Linked DNA regions of Mus musculus: regions 1 and 2 are each linked to region 3. The links are chromatin contacts, called in public HiChIP or PLAC-seq maps. All regions are on one chromosome and are shown on one strand. Each heading gives the region's core, a stretch centred on a gene start, on an enhancer-like site or on the middle of the called end of the contact. The rest is flanking DNA. Distances are from core to core; before and after follow the strand shown. Region 1 has its middle 11 kb from the start of Gm21123. Region 2 overlaps Gm21123 (a long non-coding RNA gene). Region 3 has its middle 42 kb from the start of Wee1.

The links. HiChIP or PLAC-seq counts read pairs in DNA pulled down with a chosen protein or histone mark.
Region 1: an H3K4me3 HiChIP or PLAC-seq map of bone marrow-derived macrophages shows a contact between it and region 3, with 4 times the contacts expected there. The contact joins two enhancer-like sites. A contact is called at or near these places in 1 of 15 datasets of contacts at CTCF or cohesin (the NIH/3T3 cell line), 9 of 115 datasets of contacts at active chromatin or transcription factors (T-cell acute lymphoblastic leukemia, astrocytes, bone marrow-derived macrophages and 4 more) and 1 of 9 other capture datasets (embryonic stem cells).
Region 2: an H3K27ac HiChIP or PLAC-seq map of trophoblast stem cells shows a contact between it and region 3, with 4 times the contacts expected there. The contact joins two enhancer-like sites. A contact is called at or near these places in 1 of 484 Hi-C or Micro-C datasets (bone marrow-derived macrophages), 9 of 115 datasets of contacts at active chromatin or transcription factors (bone marrow-derived macrophages, cardiomyocytes, embryonic stem cells and 3 more) and 1 of 9 other capture datasets (embryonic stem cells).

The regions. Positions count from the first base shown.
Region 1 is chr7:110,709,067-110,712,340 of GRCm38.p6, forward strand. No RefSeq gene overlaps it. Among named protein-coding and RNA genes, the nearest start is that of Gm21123, 11 kb to the left of the region's middle. Within about 2 kb of position 1,730, at least 53 of the 459 cell types and tissues checked have an H3K27ac peak or open chromatin away from gene starts, as enhancers often do. A contact at or near this core is called in T-cell acute lymphoblastic leukemia and bone marrow-derived macrophages, where this site is marked.
Region 2 is chr7:110,687,472-110,690,836 of GRCm38.p6, forward strand. Gm21123 (a long non-coding RNA gene) reads right to left here. Exons shown (of 4, transcript XR_140838.1): 4 at 2,692-3,365. Among named protein-coding and RNA genes, the nearest start is that of Gm21123, 11 kb to the right of the region's middle. Within about 2 kb of position 2,045, at least 136 of the 459 cell types and tissues checked have an H3K27ac peak or open chromatin away from gene starts, as enhancers often do. A contact at or near this core is called in trophoblast stem cells, where this site is marked.
Region 3 is chr7:110,162,874-110,166,214 of GRCm38.p6, forward strand. No RefSeq gene overlaps it. Among named protein-coding and RNA genes, the nearest start is that of Wee1, 42 kb to the left of the region's middle. RefSeq lists an enhancer at 1-3,341. Within about 2 kb of position 1,423, at least 301 of the 459 cell types and tissues checked have an H3K27ac peak or open chromatin away from gene starts, as enhancers often do. A contact at or near this core is called in T-cell acute lymphoblastic leukemia, bone marrow-derived macrophages and trophoblast stem cells, where this site is marked.

The DNA.
Region 1 (3,274 bases), core at 480-2,979, 550 kb after region 3:
TTCAAGCCACCACACCCATTGAACAAGATATTGCTCTTAGTCTTCTGTCTTGGGGTGGGCTATAAACTAACATTTCCCCCATATACTTGTCTTAGGCATGTATACCTTGTTGTATCTGTTTCTTTCTTTCTCCAGCCCATTGTGGCTAGAGCTACTCTTACCTCCAGTCTGGAGCCCATCTTGACCATAGCTCCATCTGTATTCCACTGGAAGACTCATTGTAAGGAGCACTGACTGAGTGCTCTCAAGTCCTCCGTACCTTGCTGTGAAAAGCATCCACCAGCCTGCTCTTGGCTATACCTTCCTGAATTCAGTCAGTTTGGGGCCCGATGTCCACCTGCAATCTTTGTGTCTGCTCCCTCTTAGGGGAGCAGCTTCTCCTGGCTCTATGACCCCAATTCTTTCTGTCACTTCTGCCAATTGGCCTGGCTGTCAGTATTAGTCACTTCGCTATCACTGTGAGCAATCCCCTGATAGAAGCAGCATATGGGAGAAGTTTACTTTGACTTGGTTCAGGGTTCAGTCCATCACAGCAAGGGAAACATGGTGGCTGAAGTACCTAGGCCATGGTGGTAGGAACTCACAGCACAGCTTGTTCACATCTCGGTACATCAGGAAATAGAGATCTTATGTACAGTGCAGGGCCCAAGAGGCTCATATCCACCAGCTAGGCTATGCGTACCAAAGATCTTATCACCTCCCTAAACAGCACTACCGGCTGGGAACCAAGTGTTCAAACCCCTGAGCCTGTGGGAGACATTTCAGTTTTAAACCACAGCACTGATATCAAACAGACATGCGCTTTGAAGAGTCTGCCCCCGCAGTTTGCAGCTGGGCTGGACTTGCAGCTCAGGTTCAGTGAGGCTCCTTCCACTCTCTTCCCCTCCATCCAGTCCTACATGCCTGTCCCATGAGTTCATTCTGTTTACTTCGTTATTTTTAACTTCACCATGAACACTGATGCTACGGTTTGATTCTAAAATGTCCTCTGTTGCTAAAATTCCTTTCAAGGGGAAGACGTAAGCAAAGTCCAACCTTCTCCTAAAACTAAGGTCCAAACAACAAACTGAGGCATCCCTCTGCCGAAGTTCACTCTGGGGGAAACCAATGAGAGTATTTGGCTTCCTTAGAGAACACGGGTAAGGGGTTACTTACAGGGGTATGGGTGCTCCTTCCCCAAGAGACCACACCTGAAAAGCCTTACCCAGTAGGGATGAGGGCTTTCCCAGAGCTGCACAAGTGGAGCCCTTCTCTCCTAGTGTCTCTCCTGCCCCCATATACTCTAGACCCTGCCAAGGATGTGTACAATTAAGGCAGCGGTGCACACAATAAGTAATAGCGAGTTGCTGGCTACACTTTGTGGCCCCTCCTACCTCTCTTTTCCTGGATGGTGTAAACATTCCACCAGTGCAGCTTGGCTAATCCTTAGATGGCAGTTGCTTGGCTCAAAAGATAGTCACTAACAGCACCCCTACAGGATCACAGTGTGAGTGCTTGCTCCCCAGATGCGCACACTACTTTGGAGCCTATGAAAGCTTTAGGAGCCGAGGCCTACCTGGCAGACGTGGGTCACTCAGGGTGGGCCTCTGCACTATTTTGTCACTGCGATGACATATCTGGCAAAAAAAAAAAAAAAAAAAACAAGCTAAGGGAGGAAGTGTTTACTTTGGATCACACTTTGAGGGGAAGTCCACGGCTGAGGGGAAGTAGCAGGAACATGAGGTGGCTGGTCACATGTCCATAGTCAGGAAGCAGAGATGAACAGTGGTGCTCACCACAGACCGTGGTATGGTGCTGCCCATAGTTAGGATAGGTCTTCCCTTTTTTGGTTAAACCGTTCTAGAAACATCTTTCTAGACACACTGAGAAGGGTGTTTCTAAGATGATTATAAGTATAGTTAAGTGGTCAGTGAGAGGGTTTAGTGGGTAAAGGGGCTTGCTGCCAAGCCTGAGGACCTGAGTTCAGTCTCTAGGACCCACATGGTGTAAGGAGAGAGCTGACTGCCACACGATGTCCTTTGGCCTCCATATATATGTGGTGACAGACATGCTTGCATGTGCATACACTTTTATATGAATAAATAAATGTACAAAGGAAACCCAGCTACATTAACAGTGAATATTAACCATTGTAACCTCTGAAGGTTATACCCTTGATTCCTGCTGCCCTGTAACCTCTGAAGGTTACCCATGATTCCTGCTGCCCTCTGCTTTCTAATCCACCTTGGTGTGAATGGTCTCTGACACATGTTTCCATATTGTCATGAACTGAGCCGTGCTATCATGCCTTTCCTACCACTCGGACTGAAGCCCTCTGAAACTGTGAGCCAAAATATAGCTTTCCTCCTTTAAGCTGCTTCGGTCCTGTATCCTGTCACAGAGAAATGAAAGTCTATATAAATGAAGTCACTAAAAACATTGTGCAAAGTCAAAGCTTCTATGCTTGTGTTCATTCTTCACTCCACTTTTAGAACATTTCTGTAATTGTAGCAGAACAACACAGTAGCAAGTGATGATTACAGTGATCAACTCACTCACTCCTGCACATAAGGCTAAGGTGTTCCTCCGTTAGGACAGTGAACACCATTTGTCTTAGTTTGTCTTCTGTTGCTGTGAGAAAACCTATGACCAAAAATAACTTGGTGGAAAAAAGCATTTTTCTTTCTACATTTTATAGTCCATCATTAAGGGACGCCAAGGAAGGATTCTAGAGACCAGAAGTAAAGCAGAAGTCAAAGAAGATCACTACTTACCGGATGGCTTCCGGGCTTCTATTCAGTTACCTTTCTTGTCTGATCTAAGACCACACACCCAAGAGTGGCACCACCCATAGTGGACAAGGCTGTCCTCCACAGATTAGCAATCAAGAAAATGCCCCACAGACATACCCATCTGATGGAGGCAATTCTTCAACTGAGGTTCCCTCTTCCCAGGTGTCTCTAGATTGTGTCAAGTTGACAGAAAGTGACCAGTACACCAATCTAGGAAGATGTGCATTGCTCCCAGATGCTCCTCTACCATAGTGTCTCCCTGTTCTTCTCTGTTTGGATCAAAGACCATCGATTCCACCTACCCTCTCACCAGTCTCTTCTACTTCCTTTTCCAGAGGAGGGGGTTTTCTAACAAAGGTGGGATCTCAGAAGAGAACCTTTCATGGGATCTTTACTTGGTACTAGATGATATGTAGTTCCATCTGGGCAGACACCATGCTGGCACACCTTCATTTGGCACAGACTTGAGGCTTCCATGTTTGACAATCAGAACTGGGCAAATG
Region 2 (3,365 bases), core at 795-3,294, 530 kb after region 3:
CTGTCATTATATATAAACTAGTAAATCTATTGCTTTGAGTTTTTTGAGCCATTGTAATAAATTATTGAAAACAAGTGGAGAATTGTGGGTATTCCCAAGCCATAGCTGATGGACAGAGAGGTGCGGGTAAGCTGTTTGCTCTTAACCTGTGGGGTCTGCATGAACTCTGTTCAGCAACTTTCAGAATTGAGCTAAATGGTGACTCACTCAGCTAGGGTCTGCAAAGGATTAGAGGAATATAAGAGAGACAGCTGGCTTTTCCTCTAAGATACCATTAGTAGTGTCCGAGATACCCACATCTTCACCATGGTCTCAAACTTGTTGATTGTTAACATTTTATCCTGTTGTTTTAATTCATGTTTATTCTATTCTTAGTGAGTTTTAACGATCTCCTTAATGAGTATTTTGTTTCTAGGAGTTACATTGGGATTTTAATATACAGCATTGATAACTAAAATTTGACTGACAATTTTGTTTCCTTAATATGTCATGTTTAAAAAAAATACATCTTATTTATTTTGTGTTTTCTTTTATTGTGTTGGCCTTAATTTCCAGAGCAATATTAAGGAATAACGCCAAAACTAATATCCTTTTGAGTTACTGATTTTAATGAATAAACTATAATGTTTCTTTTATTTCTTTCTCATTGTATTTTAATTTTAAATAAGATACTACCACTCTTTATTATGCCAAGAGATACTGGGATATCTAAAACAAACAAACAAACAAACAAACAAACAAACAGAAATGGATGTGGGTTTTTAGCTAACATTTTTCAGATAGTGAATCTGATGGCTTGAATACTGATGATTGGTATAAACCTGTATGTGTATGTGTGCAGTCATGTGTGTGCATGTGTGTGTGAATACACATGAAGGCCAGAGGCCAGCCTTCAGTGTCATTCCTTAAGCACCATCCACATTGTAATATTTTTTGTATTGTTATTATATTATGTATACGAGTGTTTTGCCTACATGTATTCCTCTGTACCGTGTGTGTGCCTGGTGTCTGAGAGGCCAGAAGAGGGCATCAGATCTCCTGGCACTTGAGTTAGAAATTGTTGTGAGCTGCCATGTGGGTACTGGGAATCATAACTGGGTCCTGTGGAAGAATAGCCAGTACTTTTAACTGCTGAGCCGTCTCTCCAGCCCCCATCTTGGTTTTTGACACGGGTCTCTCCCTGAGAGCTAGAGCTTGCCAATTAGGCTAAGCTAGCTGGTTATGGGTTCAGGGATCTGTTTGCATCTACTGTCCTCTCCCTCCGTATGCTTAAATCAATCTGCTCTTTTGCATAGTTGTTGGAGTTCCAACTCTGCTCCTCAAATTTGTGAAGCAAGAACTTACCAGCTGAGCCATCCAGCATCTCCTCCCTCTTTTGACATAAGATCTCATGGATCCCAGGCTGGCCTTGAACTTTCTATGTAGTAGAAGATGCTCTTGAACTTGTGATCATCCTGCCTCCACCTCTCAAGTGTTGGCCTGTGCTACCATGTTGGGTGCACGCAATGGTGGGGATCAAACCCAGGGCTTTGTGCATGGTAGGCGACCACTGCATCAACTGAACCACACCCCCAGCCCAAGCTGTTTAATTTTAGTCACCAGAGGAAGCCCCAACGTCACTACCGTGGCTGCTTCTTTTCCACATGTTTTATTGACCTTGTAAGTGTTGTTTTTTTTCTCCCTGTGTTGCTTCCTGTGTGTGCGCTATTCCTGACAGGTCTTGTTATCAGAGTTTTGATGAGCTCATAAAATAAATGGAATAGCTCTTATTTTTTTTTTTTCTTTATTTCCTTCCCATTAAATTCCTCTCTGCTCTCCTGAACTAGAGAAGCTGGACGAGTGCAGACACGCTCCAGGACCTTCAGTTGGTTCCTGGCTTCCTTCTTGCCTCTCACAGTGTTGTCTCTGGCATTTATGCCTCCCCTTGGGTCTGGATTCGCTGCCTGCTCTCTGGCATCTTTGCTTCAACCTGAACTGTCCTCTGAGTGAACCCAGGGGAGGGGATTTCCTTGCAGATGGAGGCTCTCCCCCAAGCCCCGCCCACTTCCTGCAGGAGTTCTCCCAGCTGGGCTTCCGCCTCTGGCTCTCTGCAGCCCTGGCCTGCCCCCTGGCCACCGTGTGTGTCCTGGTCGTGGCTTCTCATAAGCTACAAACAGGACCCACTTCCCTAGGTTCGCCGTTCAGGGATGTATTGAAGAGTCAAGAAGTTCCTGAGAGCAGCCGATTTGAAGGAATTGTTGCAAGGATGCACTGGGCTTGTTCCGGCTGTTTCCATGGCTGCTTCCGAAGAGAAAGATCACAGGGTAGACTCAAAGCAGGACTCCACCTACAAGGGAAATAGGAATTGGATGTCTACCCGCAGAGTTTGAGGGTCTGGTGTAGCCTGACTGTGCAGTTCTGCAATTCTTTTTCTTGCTTTTTGAAACAATTTGTATTATCCAGCATTTCTGTCCAGCTCTCAGTGAACAAAACCGGATGCTGAGGCCTGAGCCACGCACTTTGGTTCCTTTCGTTGGCACTCTAGGAAACTTTCCTTGCCATCTCTCTTGATGCCATCTAAAGCTAAGGCCACAGCATCTACAGTCTGACTGATTCGGAGTCTGAATCCTTCACGTGTCACTAATTGTGTGACTTTGGTCACACTGACTTGGAGGATGGAAAATGAAAGATCAGGGTTAGATGGTCCTGGTTCCCCTGATAGACAATGGATGTTTACTAGTCTGTGAGCGAGCACATAGAGGCCTTATGCCTGGACAATAACAAAATATGCTCTAACCACAGCAGCTAGGACATATGAGAACATGAACAAAACTGCACGCTCCTATGGAGTCTACAGCAAGACAAGATTGTGTTACAAGGCACATGTCACAACCACCCCCAGGTCCCTTGGGGAAGGCCTTCTGGGGAGATGGATGCTTTGGCCTGGATAAAAGAGACTGGGCCAAGTAGTGTGTGTAAGTACTTGAGATTCCTAGGAGTTGAGCATCTACTCAAAAGGGAGAGAATTGGAGTCAGCAGGTCTTCAGGCTGATGTGAGCTTGGCTTAACTGGGCCTACTAAGAACCAGGGTCAGTGGTCAGGGTAGGCCTAGAGGTTATAGCCCATCTCTGTGAAGTGGGTTGGGGGCTGCCTTTAAGGATCCCGGGGGACTGGGTGGTTCTCTGGAAGATGAAATTGGTGGAGCATGTGACCTCAAGTCCATGAACTCCTCAAGTCACCCTCACCATGGAGAGGTGAGGGTGGGGTGTTGGGTAAAGAGTGAGAAGAAGTAAAGGAGACCCCCAAACTTGAGGCAGAGTACTCAGGCGATCTTTAGTCTTTAGGCTGGCATGAGGAGGCTGTAGAGAATGACCAGGGAGAGGGAG
Region 3 (3,341 bases), core at 173-2,672:
TAAGCATTATAACCCATCCCCCCAGGCAATTTCCTGTGTAGCTAGGGATGGCTGACTGGGAACACACTGTAGTTGTAGCTGTGCCTGATCTTAAACCCCTGATCTTCCTGCTGCCACTTTTCAATTAAGCTAAGTAGTTAAGAACACTCAGTTAACAACTGTTTGCAACTCCAGTTCCAGGGAATCCAGTGCCCTATTCTGGCCTATATAGCTCAAGAGTCTGTTTTTAAAATTATCATATCGTTAGGGGCTAGAGAGCTGATTCAGTTGCTAAGAGCACTGGCGGCTCAGTTTTCCCTATGACCCAGGTTCAATTCCCAGGGCTCACTTGGTAACGCACAACCATCTGTAACTCTGGTCTCAGAGGACTCTAACGCCCTCTCCTGCCTTTGGTGGGCACTGCATGCACATGGTGTACACATATACACATAAATAAAAATACAGGAGGGGAGAAAAAGTGGCAGTTTTGAACTCCTAATTACCTGCCCTACCTCTCAGATGGGCGGTGCTACCCACCCATCTTATTAGATTTGTTAGCGTTTTTTTTTTTCTTTTTTGTTTTTGTTTGTTGTTTGTTTTCTTTTGAGACAGAGTCTTGTTGTGCAGTTCAGGCTAGCCTCAAACTCACATTCTCTGATTTTGAGGTGCTAGATTACAGGCTATCACCAATATATCTGTTTTATGTAGGAGGCTGGCGGGGGGGGGGTTGTTTGGTTGTGAGTTTTTTTTTGTTTGTTTGTTTTGTTTTACACAGGGTTTCTCTGTGTAGTCCTGGCTGTCCTGGAACTTACTCTGTAGAACAGGGTGGCCTCGAACTCAGAAAGGTGACTGACTCCCAAGTGCTGACTGTAAGGGCACGTGCTACTACCACCCAGTTCTGGTTTGTTTTTCTGTATAAAGTTTTATTCATTTGAGATACTCTCAGCTTGAATTTTGTTGGAGACAGTTTTTCTCAGGCTATTATTATTACTTTTTAAAACTCTGTTTAGTGTTCATGGTTTTGAATTCCCTTGTAATATTTTGTTATTTAAAGCTGGAGAATTCCAATATTTATCCACAGATAAAACGTTTACTCTAATTGATATTGCGTGTCTTTGTCTTTAAAACATTTACCATTTTAATCCCTGAAAGTTCATTTGATGTCTGACTTGGAACTTAACATTTTTTACACCTCGAAGTTTTCATTCACTTCCTAGAGCAGCGCTCCTGCCGAAGCTGCTTACCTTACTGAGGTATTTGGAAATGTTACTTCATATCGACCTGATCAAGTTTCTCCACGTTTGCTCTGTCTCATGCCCTTACTGCCGTATTTGGAAATGTTACTTCATATCGGCCTGATCAAGTTTCTCTACGTTTGCTGTCTCATGCTTTTCAGTTGAACTCAGCTTCTATTTTTAACTTCAATTGAGCGGGGTTAAAAGGAACGTCTCGCCCCCTGCTGGCGCCCGTGGTCCCGGGAAGACCGGACAAAAGCCACCACGTGGCTCACATCCTGGGCTCAGTTTTCTTAGGAACCCAGAGCCCCATGCTTGCTAGGCAAGGGCCCCAACCCTGATCAACGCTTTAGCAGGCGTCCTTTTGCTCAAGTCTAGAGCGTCACTGGTGCCAACTCTCCAACACAGGGAGGAATTGGCTTTGCTTAATTTTGCTGCAGAGTGGGCTGGCCCTGCTAAATCCAGGGTACCGGGCACTTAACACTGTGAGGTCGCTGTGCGGAGCTAGACTCTGGGCGCTCCCGTTTTTTCCTCACCACCCAGGTGTCCATTTTCTCTTTGCCGCGACGTGCCTGCATCCTTTTCTGCCTTGGAATTATAATCGAAACACTCGGTTCAGTCGTGAGAAACATGTTTCATATATGCAACGGGTGCTCCGATGTTTCTACGACTAGCCTTAGGAGCCTAGAGTACGGTTTGGTGGTCAAAGTCATGATGAGAAGCAGAGGGTCTGAGGGGTCGGAGGGAAGGCACGATGAACAATATTAGAGAGCATTACTGGAGTTACCGAGGCTAGGCAGTCCGCTGGGTTATGCACTACACCCAAGAAGTCTGCGCCGCCCCGTGGTGCCAGTGCGCAGCCGCAGTCCCGTAGCGGGACCGAGCGTTCCCAGCAGAGGGCACTCACAGACAGGACATTCCGCAAGCTCTTCCTGGGTGACCCAGGGACTGCACCTGTGGCCTGGGTTTCCCTTGATCATGCCCTGACAACCCGCGTCTGGGAAATTCAGTCAGAATCAATCCAAGACCACAATTTAGAGACAGGTAAGCTTGACGGTGGTTGCAGCGTTTGGTGAAACAAAACGTCAAGACCAGCCTCTGCTACATAGAGAATCTGAGGCTATCCTGAGTTACAGTGAATCCTGTTTCAGAACAAATCCCTCAAAGTCCCATTGTCTCTCTGGCCTTGAAGCTCTTGAGCCCCGGATCTAGGATACTGCTTGTTGGACTAAAGGACTCACTAATCACCTTTCCCAACCCTGCCCAGGTATACCACCTCTAGTAAACAGACTTAACTAGTCTTTGAAGGCAGTAGTTCTTTTCAATGAATTCCTATTTATTTATTTTCTTATTTATCACCGTCTGTAAACAGGCTTTGAAGGCAGCATGTGTTATAAGATGTGTTTATTCAAGCCTACCAGGGGTCCTTAACCTGGGGGTTGACTCAAGTAGAACATTTTAGGATCCAGGGTTATTCATGAAACTGGGTGAGCTGTTTCAACTTTTAGGCAGACGTGCAGTGTTTTTGGAAGGAAGTCCAGTAGTTTTTCTGATTACCAAAGAGTTCTTAAGTTTAGTTTGTGGGTCCAGGGCTCGGAACAAATGGCTCAGTGATTAAAGCACTTACTGTTCTTCCGGAGGACCCAGGTTCAATTCCCAGCACTCGCTTCACAACTGCCTGTAAGTCCAACTCCATAGGATTCAATGCTCTCTTCTAGCCTTAGTGTAGACACACATACGTTAAAAATAAAAATAAGTCTTAAAAAACAGAAATGCAGGCTGCACATAGCCCTTCCTTCAATCACAGCTATGGAGGCAGAGGCCAGCAGATGGGTCCCTGTGAGTTCCAGGCCAGCCAGGGCTACATAATAAGACTCTCAAGGAAAAAAAAAAAAATCTCAAATCAATGTTGGGCTAGGAATGTATGACCATAACACATAACCCAGGTGTAGTGGCTCATGTCTATAGTGGAGAGATAGATACAGGAGGATCCAAAATTCAAGGTCTTCTTTGGTTATACAGTTACTTTGAGACCTTGCTTCTTACATATAAATAGTAAATGAAAGGAAATAAAATCAATGTTATAAATTCAGGACTCTGCAGAAAAGGACCCCCTGCCCTGAGACC